Linked DNA regions of Capra hircus: region 1 is linked to region 2. Evidence: chromatin contacts called from public Hi-C data. All regions are on one chromosome and are shown on one strand. Each heading gives the region's core, a stretch centred on a gene start, on an enhancer-like site or on the middle of the called end of the contact. The rest is flanking DNA. Distances are from core to core; before and after follow the strand shown.

What was found. Hi-C and Micro-C count contacts between places; a contact is called where the count stands out from the background.
Region 1: a contact with region 2 is called in a Hi-C map of blood, with 3 times the contacts expected there. The contact joins the promoter of BCL2 here to the enhancer-like site in region 2. A contact is called at or near these places in 3 of 5 Hi-C or Micro-C datasets (all in blood).

What each region holds. Positions count from the first base shown.
Region 1 is chr24:61,768,872-61,774,251 of ARS1.2, forward strand. It overlaps BCL2 (BCL2, apoptosis regulator), which reads right to left and starts at 2,001. Exons shown (of 2, transcript NM_001314213.1): 1 at 1,447-2,001. The coding sequence starts at 2,001.
Region 2 is chr24:61,584,549-61,590,439 of ARS1.2, forward strand. The region is part of intron 1 of BCL2 (BCL2, apoptosis regulator); the gene reads right to left. Among named protein-coding and RNA genes, the nearest start is that of BCL2, 180 kb to the right of the region's middle. Within about 2 kb of position 2,268, at least 3 of the 5 cell types and tissues checked have an H3K27ac peak or open chromatin away from gene starts, as enhancers often do.

The DNA.
Region 1 (5,380 bases), core at 751-3,250, 180 kb after region 2:
TTCACTCTTAAACACTAAACACGGCATCAGGGCTTTGCCAGCTTTGGCCACGCGGGCCCGGCGTTCTCATTCAGTCATCTGCTTTTCTTGGCTTTTCTCTTTTCAGCCCCCCGTACGCGCACACTTTGTAAACTATGTGATGTGCTTCTTGAAATCGAACCCACGTGTAGTGCCTTCTAAGGGTTTTGCTCCTGTTAGGTCCTATAAGAGAGTAAGAGCAGTAATCCTGGCGACTGTAAAAGGAACCACTGAATGGCACCCTTTTTCAAGACAGCTCTTCAGATTAAAACAGAAAGTCTGCAAAAAACTTGAACCAGAGTTATTCCTCTTTCACTTTTTCACAAATTAATCATTTCAGATATGAAGTACAGATGTCAATGACACTTCTTCAGTCTTATGAGCTGTACTCCTCCCCCGAAGAATCACGCTCACAAAAAGAGCTTTATGGTGACATGACGGAGGCTCTGTCTAGCACAATAGTACCAGGAAAAAAAAAAAAAAACAGCTCACAGATGTTCTTCAAAAATACAAGCATCAATCACTTCAACTAAAGTCACAGCATGAGAATCCACAGCTAAGAATCAATTCTTCTATCTTTATATAGATACTCTGGACACAAGTTTGCCCCGCAGAGGATCCCACCAAACGATGTGCATTGTAGGTTAGGGTAGAAAATAAAATATACTAAAAATTCCAGTGAACTTCTAAATCGTACACAAGTTATAGAAATAGAATACAAGGCAGGCGGCCAACGCGAAATCCGTCAGTGATGAAACAAACACCCATAGCCTAGGGTTCTTCAAGACACAACGTCATGCCCACTATGAACGTGGCACAAACTGGAGGTCAGTGTCAACAGACTCTGGAAGTCAACTTAACCTTTTCACAATCATCCAGGTTTTCTAGGGAAAGGGGCTACACTGGTTTTCCTCTTTGGGTAGATTTTACCAAGTGAGCCAGAGAAGGCAGGCCCCTGGGCCTCTAGAGGAGTCTGCTCTTCTAATCCAGTGGTTTTCAAATTTTAGGACAAAGCAGAACCCCCCCAGGGGAGCTTATTTCTGATACAGATAGTCAGGACTCAGCCTGGCATCCAGTTTATGAGTTGTCCCTGAAATGCTCCTTTTCAATAAGCTCCTCCACCAGGTACCGTGATCAGGGGGATCCCTGGACTCCCAGTTTCAGGACCTCGAAGGGATGCTCTTTATCCCCAAATTCTACTGAGCAGCAAAGCCTGGATCTTTGGACCTCAGCAGCTGGCGCAAGGGAAGCAATGTCTCCGGGGAAGGAGCGATCGCGGTGGGGCTGGCGGGGAGAGCTCTCTGCAGGGGAAGAGAAAGGGAGACCACACACCTGGCTCCACTCCACTGGCCTGCCCTTGACCCTGGGCCCAGCCACACCCCGCCACTGGGACCGCCGGCTCAGGCTCACACCCAGACGAGCACCTACCCAGCCTCCGTTGTCCTGGATCCAGGCGTGCAGGTGCCGGTTCAGGTACTCGGTCATCCACAGGGCGATGCTGTCCACCAGGGGCGACATCTCCCGGTTGACGCTCTCCACACACATGACCCCTCCGAACTCAAAGAAGGCCACGATGCGCCCCCAGTTCACCCCGTCCCTGAAGAGCTCCTCCACCACCGTGGCGAAGCGTCCCCTCGCGGTGAAGGGCGTCAGGTGCAGCTGGCTGGACATCTCGGCGAAGTCGCGGCGGTAGCGCCGAGAGAAGTCATCGCCGGCCTGGCGCAGGGTCAGGTGGACCACAGGTGGCACCGGGCTGGGCGCAGGCCCGGCGGCGGCGGCCGGGGGCGGCGGCGGGGAGGTCCTGGAGGGCGCGGGCGCGCGGCCCGGCTGGGAGGACAGGATGCCCGGCGCGGGGGCGGCCCCGGGGGGCGCGGCGCCCGCGGCTCCGGCATCCCACTCGTAGCCGCGCTGCGACAGCTTGTAGTGGATGTACTTCATCACGATCTCGCGGTTATCGTAGCCTGTGCCCCCCGCGTGCGCCATCCTTCCGCGCACCTCTCGCCCCACAGCACCTCTCGCCCCCCCCCGCTGCCCGCCCCACGGCCCCGCAAATGGGGAGAAGAGTTACAATCCAGCTATTTCATCGGATGTGCTTTGCATTCCTGGAAGAGGGGGTGTCTTCAACCACGCGGAACACTTGATTCTGGTGTTTCCCTCTTGGCATGAGATCCTGGAAATTTTTACTTAAATCCCTTTCGGATCTTTATTTCATGAGGCACATTATTAATTACTGTTAATATCAGTCCACCTCCTCCGTGATGCTGAAAGGTTAAAAAAACTAATCAGTCAAAATCAGGTGCGTTTCCCTCTGTACGCTGGTTGAAAGCAGGGCACACACACACTACAAGTTACACGCTGAAAAGAGTATATTACACTGCCTGGAAATTAAACTTACTCCAATGCACTTAAAGTGAAAATCGCAAAGGTTCCCACTGACAGTTACATTAAACCAATTTCCTGTGCAAAGAACTTACTGGTATTTTTCAAGGACAGCATGATCCTCTGTGAAGTTTCCTTTTTTGTGAAAACAAATGAAAAGGCAAAAAGATTCCATCAATCTTCAGAACTCTCCAGTTAGAGCTGCTCTGAAAACTTCCAAATGAATCAGGAGTTGGGGGAGGGGGGTGCAAAAAATTAGGAGAATTTCCAGTTTGATTCCTAGACTTCTTCACAGAAATGTCAATCTGTAGGAATCCCAACCGGAGATCTCAAGAGCACGAGCAAACGGAAGGCAGCGGTGGCGGCGGATGAATTACCATTTCTCAGTCGGTATTTGCAGAAGTCCTGTGATTTTTCCCCTTCTCGGCAATTTTCACGCGCGCACACACGCGCGGGCACACACATGGGTCTGTATCCGCGGGGCCGCCTCACGCCTCCCCGGGGAGAAAACACCGGGCCGGAGCCGGCGGGCGAGCCGCGGACGCGGGCGGGGATCCTCTCCGGATCAAACTCCGAACGGCCAAGGCATTTTCCGAAGAGCTGCCGATAGACGCAGGCTGGCCGCGCCGGCCCCGCGGTGCCGAGCGCGAGGAGCCCGCGCTGTGTGTGGTGCCGCGAGGGTGGGAGGCGGCGCTGGCGGGGGAGGGCTTTATTTTTTTTTTTCCCCCTCTTTTCCTAAAAAGGGATGACTGCTCCGAAGTTCTCCCCCCCGGACCCCTCTTCCGCTGCACCCCACCGGCGCACCCCGCCTCCGGGCCGCGCACCCTCTCCCCGCCCCCGCGCCGCGCGCTCCGGCCGAGGACGCCGCCCGGGGGGGGCCCGGCGCCCGCACCTTCGCGGCGGCGGGGGGACCGGGCGCGGGGCGGGGCGGCGGGAGGAAGGGGGCGGCGCGGGGGGCCCGGCCTCTGACTTCATTCTCCGCTCGAACCGCCCGGTTTCCTGTGCGTGCGTCACACGGTTCATTCAAAAAAAGAAGAAAGGACGGGCCCTCCCCGGAGCCGCCCCCCCGGCCGGGTTAAAGGCGCCGCGGCCGGCGCTCCGCGCGCGCCCCGCCGGGGGCCCTGCGGGCGGGGGCCGCGGGGCCGGGGGGTCGGGGGGCCCGCGACGCCCCGCCCGCTCCGCGCGCCCGGCCGGGGTGGGGGGCGCGGGCGGCGCGGGCGGCGCGCGAGGGGCCTCCTCGGGCCTGCGGCGGCCGGGCGCGCGCTCGGGGTCTCCGGGGCCCGCGAGGGGCCGGGGGCGCCCGGGGAACCGCCCGCGGCGGGGGTCGGCTGCCGGGGGCGGAGGCGCGGGGGGGGGGGAACCCCGAGAAAACGGGCGCCGGGAGCCGCTGGGACCCTTCCTCGCCGCGGGCGCGCGCGTGGCGTGAGCGCGCGTCCGCACCCGGGGTCCACCCTCGGCCGATGCTGACCCCGGGCAGGGGCCTCGGCGCCGGCCTCCGAGAGGAGAGGCCACGCCGCGCGCGCCTCCGCGAGGGAAGCCGCGAGCCTCGCGCTTCCTTGCAGCCGCTTCCTGGCTGTCCACGCAGAGCGCGCGCTTCGGAGACCGCACCCGGGCCCAGGCTAGACGCGGCTCCCGGGGCTCGCGGACGGCCGGCCCGGGCGGCCGAGCGCGGTCCGGTGCGAGTGGTGGCGGAGGGCTCCGCGGCCCGCGGGCTCCCCTGTCCGTGGGATTCTCCGGGCAACAGGGCTGTCCCTTCTCCAGGGGCTCTCCCTGACCCAGGGATCGAACCCAGCTCTCCGGCATGGCAGGCAGATTCTTTTTTCCTCGCTCCCAACCATTTCGGCCCTGGCTTAGGAGCCGCGGGGGCTACGGGGCAATTTCAGGCCCGCAGCCCGCAGTCAGGGCGGGTGGGTTTCTAAAGGCCTCCGCGGTCGTCCAGCACTCAGTTCTAGACGTCCGCACCTTCTCGAGTTCTCTATACATACACCAACCTATATATACACTATGTGTGCACAGTTTTAATATTTTTATACACACTCATACATATACATTTTATATACGGAAACATTTTTTAAGTTCATCAGTACAAATGGCCTCCAGAAAAAGAGCACAGAGGGCAGACAAATCGCATGCGCGTATTTTTATTTCTAAAAGTCTGACGGAGCGCCGGGAAAACGTTTACTAATGGCACGGCGGCTTAGTTAACTGGGCTTCCCTGGTGGCTCAGGCGGTAGAGTCTGCCTGCGATGCAGGGAGACCAGGGCTCCACCCCTGGGTCAGGCAGATCCCATGGAAAAGGGAATGGTCACCCACGCCAGTATTCTCGCCTGGAGAACTCCATGGACGGAGGGGCCTGGCGGCCTACAGCCCATGGGGTGGGTTGCAGAGTCGCGCACACAGAGTGACGAACACCTGATGGGGCTCAAGTGAAACTTCCGGGAGCGTCCTTTGTGTGGGCGAGGAATGCGAGGCTGACTACTGCCCTGTCCACACGCACACCTCAAACTGTACTTGGTCTCCTTCTTAGACTAGAATCAACACATTCATTCTTCGGTAAAATAAGCACAGCAAATTACTTTCATTTCTTCATTTATCAGAGCCAGTCAGCCAACATGCCAGCCCACCTCTTGCTTGTAGGAATGTGCACCTGGTACAAATGTCTCTTCCAGGCAAGGAGTGAAGGAAGATGGTCCTTCCTGTTTCCAGCTGCTGGGACCTTTGCCCCACGGCAGTGACGGCCAGGTGCGGTGGCCTGGAGATCTGTTCTCACCGAAACCGAGGAAAGCCAAGCTGAGGCCACCCGTCCTGGTTGAGGGTCTTCTCAGAACTTGCCTTAACTCCTGAAGTTACTTAGGAGGAACCAAAAGCCTCAGTGCTTGCGACCCAGCATGCGAGCGAGGAAACGAGAGGCCAGAGCTGGAACCAGGCTGTCCTCCTGCCAGGGGGAGACAGAAGGAAAGAGAGGCCATTCCGAGTGAAGGAA
Region 2 (5,891 bases), core at 1,018-3,517:
AGTGCAGAGCACGCACCTTCCGTCCTTCCGCCCTGTGGCTGGGGAGCTGGGGCGTCGATGCACCAACTCCTCCCACTTGCTGGGTGAGGGTTGCTCCTATGGAGGCGTCCATAGTCCAGCACTTCCGGCTGGTCATGTGCACAGGCAAAGGGGTCAGAGAAAGCCACTGGGGAAAGAGATCCAGATGCTACATCGCCTGTAGCTTGCGAGCTCTGAGGTGGTAAGGGCAAGACGAATTCCACAGGGCAGGATATGAGCCGCTGATCTGACCCCCTCGCTGTTTCTCTAGCCTCATTACCTTCTCTCCCCAGGACCAGTGCTAGGATTTCCCACCTAACTTCTCTGCCGTTAGCCTAGTGCCCTACCCTTCAATCTTCTTCTCTGCCCGCTGCAGCCACAGGGATCCGTTCAGAATCCTGTCTGTCACTCCCGTGCTTCGATCCAGACCGTTAACACGCAGGCTCCTCGTGCTCTCCCCACCCAGCTTCCTGCTCAGCTCTCGTCATTCGATAAGTTCATCCAGTTCCCGCAGGTATTCGGTGCAATCATGTTCTGCAGGCAACTTTCTCCAAGTCCCTAGGCTGAGCTAAATAATCCTCAGCCAGTCCCTGCTCACTGTATTCTCTGAAGGTCATCTGTTTACCTGTCTGTCTCCCCCTCATTCAGCTATTAGCACCTGGAGGTGCAGGGACCATGCTTTATTTATCCTTGGATCCCTGGAGCATGTTTCTGCCACATGTCAGGCACTCAGCATATGCTTGTGGAACTGAAGTACACCTTACCGTAGACCAGGCTTTCCAAACACATTTTAATAGGTGATGTTTTTCAAAAGGAGCATATACAGAGGACAAATAAATTCTGCACTGGAACAAAATCGGACGCCTTTTTTTATTTGCTGCAGCAGCTTCTAGTGTCTCCAGTGAAGAACTCAAGTTCAGGGCATTCAGAATGGTCAGCGCTGGATCTGACTGGTCGGTGTTCGTGCCACATTGGTGGTGGCACGGTGCCATTCAGCAGTTTTGAATAGCATCCCACCTGAACGCCCTGGAGTCTCCAAGGGAGGTACAAGCTGTGGGGCATTTTCCAAGCCCGCTGAACCATCTGTCCCTCTGTCAGGGAGATCCCCGTCTTGTGAAGACTGAGAATGCCGAGAGGCGGAGGTAACAAAGCAGTAGTCTGCGCACAGCGATAGAGGCAGCGCTGGTGCCCCCTGTACAGGACGGGGCAGGTGATCAGAGGCGCCAAAGCCACCCTAGACCTTCATGGGAACAGCAAGACCGCTGGTGGCCCCTTGTCTTGGAATCTACTAAGAGGTATGAGTGTGTGTGCGCACACTCACTTGCTCAGTCGCGTCTGACTCTTTTTCGATCCCATGGACAGCAGGCTCCTCTGTCCATGGGGTTTTCTCCAGGCAAGGATCCCAGAGTGGGTTGCCATTATCTCCTCCAGGGGATCTTCCTGACGGAGGATCGGACCCACGTCTCCTGCTCTGGCAGGTGGGTGCTTCACCACTAGCACCACTGCAGAAGCAAGGGGGACGAGCCTTGTTCCCAATAAACAGGACCCGCGGTTTCCCCAGTACCCAGAGGCAGCTGACGTCCAGGCCCCAGGCGAGCAGGAATGCTGGGAAAAAGGAGGGAGCCAGGCAGGGAGGGAGACACCTGCACAGCAGAGAGGAGGGCTCTGCCTGAAGCCGGGAGGCAGTGATGTCCGGACGCCCACTAGGGCTGAGATCAAAGGGAGAGCGGCAGCCAGGCCTCTGGGCGAGGCGGCCTGCGCAGCACACGCGAGGGAGCCAGGGCTGTGTCTACCTGAGCGCAGCAGCTGGTGAGGAAGTGACTCTACTTCCCGCCTTATCATTGGACTGGCAGGATTTCCTCTGCAGCCACTTTGTGCTGAATGAGTCTGGAAGGTTCCGTCTGGAGTAGAGAGCCGTGGTGGGCGGTGGCTAAGTCCAGTCCCCTGGGCGCTTCCTCCCCCCCCACCCCCTCCCCACCACCCGCCCTTTTACTCCTGAAGTATTGATTCCGGGCTTGGGGGAAAAGGAAACAGAAAAAACCTTGACGACTGGAGCATATAACCGAAGGACACACAGCTGCCTGGCCTGCAGATGGGGGCCCGTGAGCGTCAGAGGCCTCGGGACCCTTCACCGAGGTCCTCGGGGGCCCCCAGCCCGGCAGTAAAGGGGGCTCCACCTTGGAGGCACTCTGGGCCCAGGGGGAGGGGCTCGTTGCGTCACAGGCCGAGGACATAAAAATGAAACCTGATCCGAGTGTCATCCGGGTGTAACCAGAAACCAGAACGATGGCAGGAGATGAGAAGCCCACACAGGACTGGCCCGCCCACCTCGGGTCCAGGGAAGATTGGGTGTATTTTGTGATGCGAAGTGAGCTGAGGATGCAAATCAGGCAGGGGCCCGGAGGAGCCGGAGGGAGGGCAGGAAAATGAGAGCCCCAAGGGCTCCTTCCCTTCTAGAGCAGGGCAGACTTTGAACCTCATTTGCAAAGGCGTCTATTGCTCTGGGGACCCCTCAGCCGCGGGGCCAGCTCAAAGGCAGCGGGCCCTGTCCACGTGCTGGAGGCCGGAACCAGAGGCTGCCGGCCCGGTGGGACCTCAGAGGTTCTGCTAGTCTCTCTGCTCTGGGGCTGGGCAGTCGCTGCAGTCTGGAGAGAAGTGCAGTGAGGAATTCCAGGCCGCGCCAGCTGTGTGAACACTGCAGGAGTGGGGACCTGGCCACCTGTGGGCTTAGGAAGTGAGAACAGTCCAGAGATTCGAAAGGTGTCTGTGGAAATGGGCCAAGCAATGCATCTATAGCAAAATGTGCTTTAAAAAAATGTTAAATAGTCGTACTATTTGGTTCATCAGGTTCAGATGATAAACCAGCGTGAGGCTAAAGCCGTATCTGTAGAAGACCCTGAAATCTCATCTTTGACTTGCTGATTCATTTGGGAACCAGACATTTTTTATAAGGTGCTGAGGAGTCTTAAAGTTAAACAAGACACAGGCCTGCATTATAAGAATGGCTCCTTGATATTCTCACGCGTTCACAGCAGCTTTGGCGAGCAGGAGAGTTCTATATATGCATGCAAAAAAGCAGTGTGTGTGGATGCATTTTGGGGCTTCCCAGGTGCCTCAATATTAAAAAGAATCTTCTGCCAGTGTAGGAGATGCAGGTTCCATCCCTGGGTCAGGAAGTTCCCCTGGAGGAGGAAATGGCAACCCATTCCAGTGTTCTTGCCTGGGAAATCCCACAGACAGAGGAGCTTGGCGGGCTGCAGTCCACGGGGTTGCGGAGTCGGACACAACCGAGCGAGTAAACAACAAAGGCATTTGCCCTTCGGGCTCTGGGGTTTGAGGAAGGAGACCACGGCTGCTGTCCTCCTTCAAAGGGTGGCTCCCCCAGGACCCTTTAGGCCCAGAGGCCGCAGGAAACTGCCTTGCAGGGTTTTGGCTTTAAAACAAAGTGACTTCATTTTTCTTCCTGACCTTCCTCATTCCACTACCTTCTTTTGGCGAGAGAGCCGTGTATTTTCTGGCACTTGGTCCTTTCTTGCTCTGGGCTTATGTTATTTTCACTGTTAGGGGGAAACATCCCATTATGATGGAATTTTGTTGGAATGAAAGCACATCAAGCAAAAAATAGTGTAATTATTACAACTCAACAATAAAAAGACGGATAGCCCAATTAAAGAATGGGCAGAGATTTGAATAGATATTTCACAGAAGAAGATCTCCAAATGGTCTAGAACTACATCCGTCATTTAGGGAAATGCAAATGGAAACCACAATAAGATATCACTTCATCCCGACCAGCATGGCTTTCGCCTCAAAAGCGGACAATAACCAGCGCCGACAAGGAAGGAGAGAAAGCAGAGACTGCACCCATCACTCATGGGAAAAGAAGAGAGCGCAGCCTCTGTGGAAAAGAGTGGGGCTTGCTCACAGAAGTGAGCGGTTACCCCACGACCTGCCAATTCTGCTTCTAGATGCACACCCAAGGTAACTGAAAATATATGTTCACACAGAAACGTGAACACACGTATTCACATCAGGGTGATTTATAATAGCCCAAAGTGGAAGTGACCCAAATGTCTATCAGCTAATAGACAAGCAGTAAGGTACCATCCGGAGAAGGCAATGGCAGCCCACTCCGGCGTTCTTGCCTGGAGAATCCCAGGGACGGGAGAGCCTGGTGGGCTGCCGTCTAAGGGTCGCACAGAGTCGGACACGACTGAAGCGACTTAGCAGCAGCAGCAGGGTACCATCCACACCATGGAATATCATGCCGCCACAGAAAAGGATGAAGCATTGATACGAGCCGTAACGTGGATGCACCTTGAAAACAGCATGCTGGATGAAAGACGCCAGGCATGAAGGCCACACATCGCGTGCCGCCATGGGCTTCCCTGGTGGCTCAGATGGCAAAGTCTGCCTGCGGTGGGGGAGACCCAGGCTCGATCCCTGGGTTGGGAAGATCTCCTGGAGAAGGAAGTGGCAACCCACCCGGAACTCCTGCCTAGAAAATCCCGTGGCCGGAGGAGCCTGGTGGGTCACAGTCCATGTGGTTGCAAAGTCGGAGACGGCCGAGCGACCTCACTTTCATTTCTATGGCATGTCCAAATTAGACAAATCCGACGGGACGGGAGTGGATCGGGGCTGAGGAGAGACGAGTGGACAGTGACTGCTTACGGGCACAGGCCTTTTTTTTTTTTTTTTTTTGCCAGAGTGATAAACAGTTCTAGAATTAGAGAACAGTGATGGGTCTCACGACATTAGAAATACTAAAACCAAGCAGTCACGCTTCCCTCATGGTCCAGTGGCTTCCCACTGGTCCAGTGCTTTGCAATAGAGGGGACATTGGTGTGACCCCTGGTTGGGGGAGATCCCACACGCCACTGGGCAGCTAAGCCCGAGCACCGCAACTGCCGCGTCTCAATACAGAGCCGGGCGGCCTAGAGCGCGCGCTGCGCAGGAGGAGCCGCAGCAGCGAGCGGCCGGCGCCGCAGCTGGAGAGCAGCCCGCAGGCAGCGGCCGAGACCCAGCACCGCCGGAAATAAACATTTTTTAAAAGTCAATCACTTAGAATTGAATTTTAAGGTTTGTCAATTATTATTTAAAATCGTATTTTTTACACGACGTGAAGAAGGGCACTAAACTATTTTTATGCCGCACGCAACTGGACAGAAGGAGCTGCTTATTCTGGAACCCTTGCTCACGGGTGGCCCCCTTGCCAGGGTCCAGACCTGCCCGGATGTGAGCGTGGCCTTCACTCTGTGCGGCCGGCAGCAGGGAGACTCGCCCCCGCCCCGGAGAGCCCCCTCTGGGCTGCGCCAGCCACGTGGCCCGTGAACCCGGGGTCCTGCCAGCCGAGGAACCCAGGGCCCTCCCTGCCGCCCCGGAGCGAATTCATAGGCTAGAGATGGAACTGGGCGGATGCTCGCCGAGCCCCGCAGCGTGGCCTGAGTGCTGTCATCGGGACACCAGACGGGGGCGGGGGTGCGCAGGGCCCTGATTTCCCAGACCTGCGTTGAGGGCCGCAGGCCTGACTCTCCGCTGGTTTAAGTCAGCAGGTGTTGACTGAGAGTGGTGTGGGGAGAGAGCAGAGGAGCGCATTCCTAACGAACTTGCTGAAAGCGACCTCGGACCTGGAGGGCGTGTGTCCAGTGGCGGAGCAGGAAGGGGCGCCGTCCTCCGCGGCCCGCCAGCCTCCGGCCGGACCTGCGCTGACACCCGCTGTCAGGACTGGCTGAGAAACCAGCACGGCATCTCTTCTGGAAGCTCCGCACCACGCCGGGCCGGGCTTTCCCTCCGCGACAGGCTCAGGACCCTGTCTGCCGCCCTCACCGCGAGGGGGGCGCACCCCGCCCCCGCCTCAACGCCCCGATCCTGGG